Linked DNA regions of Oryctolagus cuniculus: region 1 is linked to region 2. Evidence: chromatin contacts called from public Micro-C data. All regions are on one chromosome and are shown on one strand. Each heading gives the region's core, a stretch centred on a gene start, on an enhancer-like site or on the middle of the called end of the contact. The rest is flanking DNA. Distances are from core to core; before and after follow the strand shown.

Evidence for each region. A called contact is a pair of places that touch in the nucleus more often than the background predicts.
Region 1: a Micro-C map of ear pinna shows a contact between it and region 2, with 4 times the contacts expected there. The contact joins the promoter of ERBIN here to the enhancer-like site in region 2. A contact is called at or near these places in 2 of 6 Hi-C or Micro-C datasets (ear pinna and psoas muscle).

Annotation. Positions count from the first base shown.
Region 1 is chr14:86,863,262-86,868,479 of mOryCun1.1, forward strand. ERBIN (erbb2 interacting protein) reads left to right here and starts at 3,021. Exons shown (of 23, transcript XM_070056803.1): 1 at 3,021-3,413.
Region 2 is chr14:86,798,856-86,804,259 of mOryCun1.1, forward strand. No RefSeq gene overlaps it. Among named protein-coding and RNA genes, the nearest start is that of ERBIN, 65 kb to the right of the region's middle. Within about 2 kb of position 3,361, at least 3 of the 8 cell types and tissues checked have an H3K27ac peak or open chromatin away from gene starts, as enhancers often do. A contact at or near this core is called in ear pinna, where this site is marked.

The sequences.
Region 1 (5,218 bases), core at 1,771-4,270, 64 kb after region 2:
TTCAGTACAAGTATGGAACAGGAACACTTTGTAAAGAAGAACCAATGGAAGATTTAGCTGTATCTGTGTGTGCTGTTCATATGAATTATAACTAAGTAGTCAATGATGAGTAACACAAATGAGTCATTATTTCTGAGTATTGGATGCCTTGATCATATAACATCATTTCACTCTTCTGTATGAACACCAATGCAGAATTCAGAAGGGACTGCCAGCAAACCAGCTCACAGAACAGACAGCTCCTGATAAGTGTTTCCTGGCTTCCATCCTCTTAATGCTGGAGTTTGGGTAAGAGCAAGTTGGACGTAACAATCAAACGAAGGTTATTTCATTAACTATTCGCCTCTACTTTCCAAATAGTGCTCCAAGGAATGAAATCACATTTTCTCCTCTTATCTATCTACTCAGCATCAGCATATGTTCTCTCTACTTTTCCTTACCATCAAAAGCTGCTTTAGGGAGACCATCTGATGAATTAGGGATAAATAGGGCTTAAACCATTACTTTTCCTGGGATTATGGCTTTGGAGAAACAAACTACTCAAAGGGATAAAACTCTAATGGCAGAATTTCAGGTGAACTGGAGAAGGGGTTTTTGGTTATAGAGACTTTCTAATCCCAATGGTAATTAGCCAAGTTGATTCTGAGTGTTAGTTTAAGTCAAAAAGGCTAGAATCAGGGCAATCCTTATCCTAGATGTGGACTGGTCTTCTTTATTTAGGTTCTGGGGAAGGGTGTTAAGTTTATTTGTATCCGTGGTATCACATTTGTGTGTGGGGGGGGGGGGGACCCTGGAATGCCAAAGTCCTGCTGGTTGCTCACGGGTATGGGAGTCACTCCATCCTGGTATGCTTTAGGCGGGTGACATTTTTAGTTCAGAGCTATGCCACTAAGTTCTGATCAGACTCATTAGTTTTCCAAAGTGCGACAATTAAAAATAGCTTGTATAATATGCTAACTTTAGCTTCTTATGCAATGGTTACGATTAATATTCATATAAAATAGATACCGAGCTTGGTGTTACTAGCATACCTGCCTGCTTGCCATTCCTTAGCTTCCAGTTTATGCTCTAGCCTCTCTGTTTCAGCACTAAATGTACCTGTACATTTTGGTGCTAATTTTCAACTTAGGCTCTACACCAAGGGACTAATACCTGTGTCAATGCCAGCAGTTCTGGGAGCAGTGACAATGTTCCCATCCCTTAAAAGCTGACCGGAGTTATCTCCAGTGTTTGTCACTTGTGCACAACTCATTTAGGTAAGTAATTCTTTGTGCACTTTATGAATTCTTCCCTTTGGATGCAGGCCAAGAATTGTCTGTAGGGCATATAGCTCTTTACTCAAACTTGATAATAAGCAATTATCTCTGGAATACAGACGGAAGACCTGAACCAGTGCCTCCGGGGACCTGGGGCCCAAAGCACCATCGCTGTACACAGTGAAGCAGAGCAGAGGCGGGGGTGGAGGGAAGGTCTCCCCGTACCCATTCCGCTCCTCCTCCGGGTAAAACAAGGCCGTCTGTCAACATATTTAATGCGGCAACTGCAACAACTGTGCAATATTATGGCTCACGCTCTCTATGCCGTATGTGTTGACAGGACGCTAAAGAGTCTCTCTCTAAACGCAAAAGCCGCCAGGATGAATTACGAGGGCCAGCGCAAGCCAACCGCTGCGCCACCGAAACCACTGGGCTGGGGAGCCTGCGTCGCCTTCAGAGGGCAGCCGGCGTTTCTTCTAACAAAGGCGCGAGCTCGAGGCAATTTCGCGGGCCATTTTCCCCCGGCCAGCGCCAGCTTTGTCTCCGCGCCGGTGCGAGGCCGAACCCTGGAGGAGCCCCAGCTGCGCGGCGGGGCCAGCGAGCGAGCGAGGGCTGGCGTGGGAAGCTCGGCTGGGCCGCTGCGGCGGCGGCTTGCAACCCGAGCGTGCCATTACAAGAAGTTGGAGTGCAGCGGCCGCAGCGGATACCTGCTGCCTGCAAATCGGGGCTGGACTCGAACAGCCCCCGGCGCACCGGCCGCTGTGTACAAAGAAACTCAACCGGCCAGCGCGGCGGCGGCGGCCTGAGGGCTCTGCGTTCCCGGGCCGAGGTCGGCGGCGTCGTCTGCGTTCGCCACGGGCTGGGGAGCCGGCGTGCGCGGGGGGTCACGGAGCCCGCAGGCAGGCCCCCGGGGACCGGCGCCCGAGCGGGCCTCACGCCGCGCCCGGCACGCGAACCCGCGGACGGCGGGGCCCCTCCCCCCAGGCCCCGCCGCCCCCCGCCGCCGACGTCGGCCGCGCGGCCCCCGCGCGCGCGCGCGCGCTGACTGGCTCGCGCCGGCCTCCGGCCCGGCTGTGGGCGGTTGGGGCGCAGCCCGCGGGAGGCCGCCCCGCCCCCTCCGCCGCGCGGCCGCGCGCAGCCTCTCCCCCCTCGCCGGCGGGGCGGTGGCGCCGTAGCCTCCGCCGCGGCCTGCGCGGCGGTCACTCCCCTGCGCCCCAGCCCCACTCCTCCTCCTCCTCCTCCTCCTCCTCGTCGCTCTCCGCTCCCTCCCGCCGGGCCCCTCCCCTCGCCGTCTCTCGCCCGAGCGAAGGTGGCGCGGCGGCGCGGGACGCAGCCTCGGCCCCCGCCGCGGCCCCGCGAACTCGTGAGGAGGACCGGGCTGCCGCCCACCCCAGCCCCGCGCCCCGTGCGGCCGCCGCCGCCGCCGCCGGGGAAGAAGCAGCAGCAGGGGAGTGGCGGCGCGGCGGCGGGAAAGCGAGAGGCGGGCGAGCAGGGAACGCTGCGAGGAACGGACAGAAGGACGGCCGGCCCGACGAGGGCGCCGCCATCGAGCCTGCCCGGCCCCTCGGCTCCGGGCGGCGGCGGCGGCGCGGGCGAAGGGCGCGGCAGGCGCTAGCGAGACAATAACCGGCCGCTCGGCTCTGGGGGCGGCGGCGAGGAGCAGGGCCGGCCTAGCGCGGCCGCGGCCCGCCGAGCGCCCGGGCGGCGTCTCGGCCGCCGCCGCCGCCGTCGGGGGCGCGGGGCGCGCGGGGCCCGGCCGACGGCGCCTCCCCTCCCCCTCCGCGGCGCGCGCGCTGGGGTTCCGGGTTCCCCTGGACGGAGCTGGCTCCTGCCTTGCGCCGAGGCAGGAAGTGAGTTTCGCACGGCAATTCCGGGCGGTGTCACGAGTGAAAAAGTTTTTTTTTTTTTTTTTTTTTTTCCTCCTCCTCTCGGCGGAGATCCTAGTTGGGGCTGGGAAACTCCTGCAAACTCGAGACCAGGAAGCCAGCCCGCATCCCAACCCCCACCCGGGCAGCCTACTCTGCTGCTGCGGGCGGCCGCTGCACATCCGTTCTCACCGGAGAGACTCGGCTGGATGCGAAGTGACTAACGCGGGCGAGGGAATCATGGGCAGCGAAGCCTGGAAAAAGCAGCCCTGAGACGCCGTCCGGCCGAAAGGTAATTTTCGCGAGAAGCGTCTGGAAGACACACAGTGCACGGACCGGAAAAGGGGCGATCCTTTTGCCCAAGTTTCCGTCAGTTCTTTGCTCGGATCGGAGCGCACAGTGTTCTAGGTGGTGAAGTGGGAGAGCTGTGTGTGTTTTGTTTTGTTTTGTTTTTTAAGCCCCGGTCTGCCATCTGGGCTGTGGTTTGTGTAGAAGCGATGGTAAGAATGCAGTGGGACGGGAAGTTTGGGCCGCCTGGAGAAAGAGTGCCTTTGTTGAGCGCGAGCTCCAGAAGTTTTCGTTTTCTGGAGCCTCTGCGAGGTGTGCGAAGCTCCTGTCTGGCGACTTGGTTGGGAGGAAAGTTCCGTCGATTTGCGGCTGTTGAGATGGCTGCCGCGTTTGTTTGTGCTGATAGCGATGGTTTTGGCTTTGGAGTTCATCGCGCAGAGACTGTTTTTGGTTCAGAGCCTTGTTGCGTCTAGTTTATTGGATTTTAGGGACAAGCAACTTTTTGCCAGCTTTAGTTTTCAGGGCAGGTAATGTTTTTTTTTTTTTTCACGTGTGTTAACTTGTCCTTTTCAGGTGTTGACTCCTAAAATATTTCCTTCATTAATTGAAAGCAAGCGTCTGCTAGACTTTTCTTGTGACTGAACCATTAGGATGGAGAAGGAGGGAGTGAGGATTACAGATGAAGGTGTGTAATTAAAACGCAGCTTGATTTGCTCGGACTGCCGTGCAGGTCAGCACTGACTATGTAGGGAGGGAAGTAAAACGCTTCAAAGATTTTCTTGGGAACCACACTGATTGGGATATAAAAAAAGCTGTGCCTTTGAATACTAGGATATTTAGATTTTTGTGTTGGCCCAAATGTTTCGTTCGGTTCGGCCTAATAAGGGAGAGGAACTTAGTGTGGGGCAGGACTCCGTGAAGCGTGACAGACCTACTAGCAGCAGGCAGAGCTCTGAACACCCCTGAGCCAATGGGTAGACTTCCTAGAGTCAACGCGTTTGGGTCATGGCAAACCCACTCCCTGCTTTCAGCGGCGTTTTAGTGTCTTAAGTTTATTTTTTTCCCCAGTACTTTTGTGGTAAAGGTAGTGAAAAAATATTGTATTTGTGAGTAAATGCTAAGAAAATATGATCATCTGTGGAATCATTTTAATATAAATCGATGCCTAGTTTATCAAATACTAGCAAAGTAATTACTGTAAACCCCAGGAGAAAGAGCTGACTTCCGTTCAGAGAGAAAAGGTAAATTTTAAAATCAGGATCAAATTATTTCACAACTTGATATTTGCTACTTCGTCTTTTAAAAGTACTTTTCAAAATGGGAGACTTTTAACTGTATTGCTTTGTTTTTTTTTTTTTTCTGAGAGTGTGATTTCTGTTTTTTTTTTTTAATTGTGAACCATCATATAATTCCTTTTAAGCCAAATTAGCCTTATCAAGGAATTTAAAGTGCACAGCTGATCTACTTTATGAATTCAGACCATGTATTAGGCAGCAAAGGAGGTTGTTGTTGGGCATCTGAAAGAATGGAACAAAATAAATGACATTGAACTTCAGTTTCCTTATATGGTTCATACTTGGCCTCAGAGCAACAAAGCCATAATAGAGCAAGTTTGACCCAGAATTACCACTTTACAAAGGTATTTGTGTTCATAAATTTTATGTAAAAATTATTGTAGCACCTGATAATGACTAAACACCTGATTTTTGATAAAGTTCTTGGTTTCCCCCCTCCTCCTGGAGAAGAATGGTATGTTTGCAGGCAGGCAACACATTTTTAAAAATGAGGTGTTAACTTTTGTAATTATCT
Region 2 (5,404 bases), core at 2,111-4,610:
CAATTACTAACATATGTGCATGGCACACGATTCGGAAGACACGAAAGAGTAGAAAGACTTTCCCATCCTATGTCTCGTCGCCACAGTTCTCTTCTCCAGAGGCAACCGATATTACCAGTTTCCTGTGAGTTCTTACAAAAACGCACGCTGCATCCAGCAACGTAAGCACGTGGTCCTGTTTTACACTAAAGCTATCACAGGACACAAACCCTCACCTTGTTTGTCTACTGAGAGTAATCTGTATCAGTAACACAGAACTGCTTCACTCCCGCAGATAACTACATAGTGCGGTATTTTGCACATTTGAGATTGGATCTGTGGGTTAGAACAGCTGTGGGCATCTTACTTTTCCCCTGTTCTGTGGGAATGCCTGTTTCCCCACACTCCCACCAATAAAGAGCTAACAAACTTTCTAGTCTTTGCTAGTCTTTAAATAGAAAATGGTATCTCCTTGTGGCCTTAAATCTTGAATTTCTCTTAGTATAAGAATAACTTTATATGTAATGATTCTTTTTTTATTTCCTGACCTGCAAACTATGATTAATCATTTTTCTTATTGTTTTATAAGAAATCTTTCTATATTAAGGAAATTAACTCTTGGAGTATGAGATGAGTCTTTTTTTAAAAAAGACTTATTTATTTATTTATTTATTTGAAGGCCAGAGAGAGAGAGAGAGAGAGAGAGAGAGAAAGAGAACCTTCCGTATGCTGGTTCACTCCCAAATAGCTGCAATAGCCAGTGCATTATCAGGAAGCGGGATTGGAAGTGAAGCAGCCAGAACATAATCTGCTGCACCACAATGACAGCCCCATGTTTTAATTTTTTAAAAAGATTCATTTATTGGGGTCGGTGCTGCACTAGGCCCCTGCCTGTGGTTCCAGCATCCCATATGGTCAATGTTTCTAGCCCAGCTGCTCCACTTCCCATTCAGTTCTCTGCCATGGCCTGGGAAAGCAGTGGAAGATGGCCCAAGTGCCATCTCCAATAAATAAATAAATAATTTTTAAAATTTTCGTTTATTTATTTGAAAGGCAGAATGGCTGAGAGGGAGAAAAAGAGTGGGAGACAGAGACAAAGATTTTCTGTCCTCTGGTTCAAATGTTTCCCAAAATGAAAGTGGATTCATACATAGCAATTTAAGTTCTCATACATATTAATTTAAAAATACCATGAAGCAGATGTTTAGCTTAGTGACTTAGATGCTGGATAGGCTGCGTGCATCCCACATCCAAGAACCTGGGTTTGATGCCCGGCTCCAGCACCTGACTCCAGCCTTGTGTTAATGTAGAAGATGGGAGGCAGTGGAGATAGCTCAAGTAATTGGGTTCCCAGCACCTGGCTTCAGAATGGCTCAGCCCTGGTCATGATGAGCATTTGTGAAGTGCATCAGTGGATAATTAGTTTTTTTAGAAAATATAAACTTGGGGCTGACGCTGTGGTGTAGCAGCTAAGGCAGTACTAGCATCCCATATGGGTGCTGGTTCGAGTCCCAGATGCTCCACTTCCAATCCAGCTCTCTGTTATGGCCTGGGAAAGCAGTGGAAGATGGCCCAAGTTCTTGGGCCCCTGCACCCATGTAGAAGACTCAGAAGAAGCTCCTGGCTCCTGGCTCCTGGCTTCAGATCAACACAGCTCTGGCCGTTGCGGTCAATTGGGGAGTGAACCAGCGGATGGAGGATCTCTCTCTCTCTCTCTGACTCTCCTTCTCTCACTGTGTAACCCTAACTTTCAAATGAATAAATAAATCTTTTTAAAAAAGTATAAACTTATCTTTGTAATATAATTATTACCCACAAAACAGGAAAAATAAAGAATGAGGATAAATTACCTGTAATCTGGTCACTCCAAGATGACTACGCTAAGCCTTATGGAATAATACTCCCGTCTCTTTCCTAGCCCCCATCACATGGCTATAAATCATATGTAATCATAATTGTGTAAAATATATAGTGGTATCCTAGTAACATAATGTTAAGTGACCATAGAATAACGCTGAAAATAAAATAAATTATCAGGGGCAGGTATTTGGTATAGCAGTTAAGATGCCTTTAACTCATATTGAAGTGCCTGGGTTAGAGTCCCAACTCCACTCTCCATTCCAGCTGCCTGCCGATGCATACCTGGGAGACAACAGATAATGGCTCATGTAGTTGGGTTGCTGCAACCTGAGTGGAAGACCCAGACTGAGTTCTTGGCTCCCAGCTTCAGCCTGGTTTAGCACAGCCAATGTGGATAAGTTTTGGAATTGAACTAGTGAAAGAGAACTCTCTGTCTTCTGTGTCTGTTTTTCTTTTTCTGCATCTGTGCCTCTCAAACAGATAAATAAAACTTTTAAGATAATAATAAGTAAATAAATAATCGGGGCCAGTGCTGTGGTGTACCGAGTTGAAGCCCTGGCCTGAAGCGCTGGCATCCCATGTAGGCAACGGTTCGAGTCTCGGCTGCTCCACTTCTGATCCAGCTCTCTGCTATGGCCTGGGAAAGCAGTGGAGGATGGTCCAAGTCCTTGGGCCTCTGAGCTCACGTGAGAGACCTGGAGGAAGCTCCTGGCTCCTGGCTTCAGATCTGCAAAGCTCCGGCCGTTGCGTCCATCTGGGGAGTGATCCAGCGGATGGAAGACCTCTCTCTCTGTCTCTACCTTTCTCTGTAACTCTGTCTTTCAAATAAATAAAATAAATCTTTAAAAAAAATAAATAATCAATGCCACCTCTTATCTGATATAAATTATTATTTCTTTTAAGACAGAGAAGAAAATGTGGACATATGTTCCAGGGACTTAATGTACAAATAATAAGTCTCATAGAACCCAAAACAGTGTGTCTTATTAGCATGGAAAGGGACCAACACCTACTTTTTAAATTAGCACATTTTATTTTGATTTATCTATATGGGATTTTCAAAAAAATCCATGGGAAATACATATTATGATAAAATTAGGCATGGACTTCAAAATTGTTTTGCTACAAAACAAACTCTTTTTCCAGGAATTTTTTGGCACCTTCTTATCCCACTCCAGCCCCAGTATGTTCGGTGGTGTGCTAGTAAGAAAAGGGCTTTGGCTGAGAGCCTAGGGACTTGGGTTATAGTCCCAGCTTGGCAGGAGCTGTATGATCTGGGACTGCCTCTTCATCCTGTATTCTGCCTCATGCCTGCTGGGAATGCCATAATGTGCTTCCATTTGCCCTTGCCTGATGCATGCCTGCCCCTGGAGCTAGGGACCTAATCAGCCCTTCCCACCTTAAAAAGACCATGCATGAGTCAGAAAGGGGTTGCCAAAGACAATTCCATGGGACGGTCTATTACCAGAAGAGGAAACGTGCTCTGAGTAGGCAAATACTGCATGTTCACCACCTCCAACTAGAAATGCAGCTGCTTTCTCTGTGTAGTCGAGGAGCTGGTGTGAAAAGCAAAAGCTCAATTCTTGTTCTCCCTCGGTCGGTCTTCACAGAATTATAACCGCAGGATTACGCGAATTAAAGTGAGAGATGGTCTGTGTTCTTCCTTCCTCTTCTGAGCTGTGATACTCATTCCTTAGGACGCGATGGCAATTTCATGGTTCAGAGCAGGAGTTATAAAGCAGCTTCCGGAGCGACTTTCCTGTTTTTGTGAGCTGTCTGTGTATACTTCCTGCAGCGAGACTGCTGTATTCATAGCAACATACGCCCTGAAACAACATACTTCTCTGACCCCATCACTGTCTGTGTCTTCGGGAAAGCTCTTACGTGTTACTGGGTGTTAAGAATAGTTTATTCTTCATTGTGCAGTTGCCAAACTGAGTTTATTTTTACTCAAACTGCATATGACCCGCCCAATACAACGACTCGCCCGAATTCAAGTTTTGTTTTGTTTTGCTTTTACAACGTATCTCCTTATTCTACAACTCTGGGGGAGGAGTGGTCTCACAGGGAGGTACAAACATGCTTTCAGCTACATTTCACCCCAAGAACTGTTTTCTCTCCAGTCTCTACTTCAAAGATTATTTTTAATGGGGCTGGTTCCGGCCAGAACATCCTGGCAAGCCCTTTAAATTATATATTATATTTATATTTATATTTATTAGATGTTATCTTATTCTGTTTGTATAATTAACCTTTAAACTTATTAATTATATAATTATATGTATCTCCATTAGCAAACTGGGATAATAATAGTGGCCCCCTATCTCGGAAGGTTTTGGGGCAGATTAAAATAAGATAATGCACATATACAGTTCTTGCACAGACCACAGGATCATGAAAGTTAGCTATTGTTATTATCTAAAAAAATATATAATACCTACCTCAGACGGTTGTTCTAAGGATCAAAGAGATATGGAGCATTTCACATGCATATATATATATATATCTAGATACACATATGTATACATATCTAAGCATATAAAATGTTTAACATAGCGCTTGGCACAAAGAAAATATTTAGAAGTAGTTTTTGGTGCTGCTACTAATAGAAGAAACTGCGGGTTCTTTTTTTTTTTTTAAACTGTTGCCATGACCTTTACTCTTTTTTTTTTTTTAACGATTTATTTATTTATTTGAGAGGCAGAGTTATAAAGAGGCAGAGGCAGAGAGAGAGAGGTCTTCTATCTGCTGGTTCACTCCCCAGATGGCCGCAACAGATGGAGCTGTGCCGATCGGAAGCCAGGAGGTTCTTCCAGGTCTCCTACATGGGTGCAGGGGTCCAAGGACTTGGGCCATCTTCTACTGCTTTCTCAGACTGTAGCAGAGAGCTGGGTCAGAAGTGGAGCAGCCAGCATTCAGACTGGCACCCATCTGCGATGCCAGTGCTGCAGGCGGCAGCTTTACCCGCTACGCCAGAGCGCCGGTCCCTTAGGTTCTTTTTTTGGCAGTGCAGAGGGAGGCAAAGACACAGTGATCTCCCATTTGCTGGTTCATTCCCCAGCTGCTTGCAACATCCAGGCATGGGTCAGGCCAAAGCCAGAAACTGGAAATTCAATATGAATCTCCCAGGTGGGTGGCAGCGACCTAACTACTTGAGCCATCACCTGCTGCCTCCCAGGGCCTACATTAGCAGGAAGGTGGAATAAAGATCTTAGCCAAGAATCAAACGCAGGCACTACAGTATGGGATCTGGGTTTCCCAAGCCCTGTCTTAGCTGCTCCACCAAGTGCATGCCCCTCTGGTTGTTTTCAGGAATGAAAGTATTTCCTAAATCAGTAGCTAGCAGTATTTATCTTACTCATGAACGAAAACATTCAGATTAGAACCCAGTTTTACTGTGATTTAATAGTTTAACCCTATTTTGAATCTGCAAAGCAGGGTTACAATACTGTGATGTTACTTGAAAAGCAAGTGCCCCCTCTGCCATCTACCAGCTAGTGCATCTTGGTCAAATTCTTAATTTTTCTAAGCCTTCATTTCAGTATCTTTAAAAGAACTCTATTGA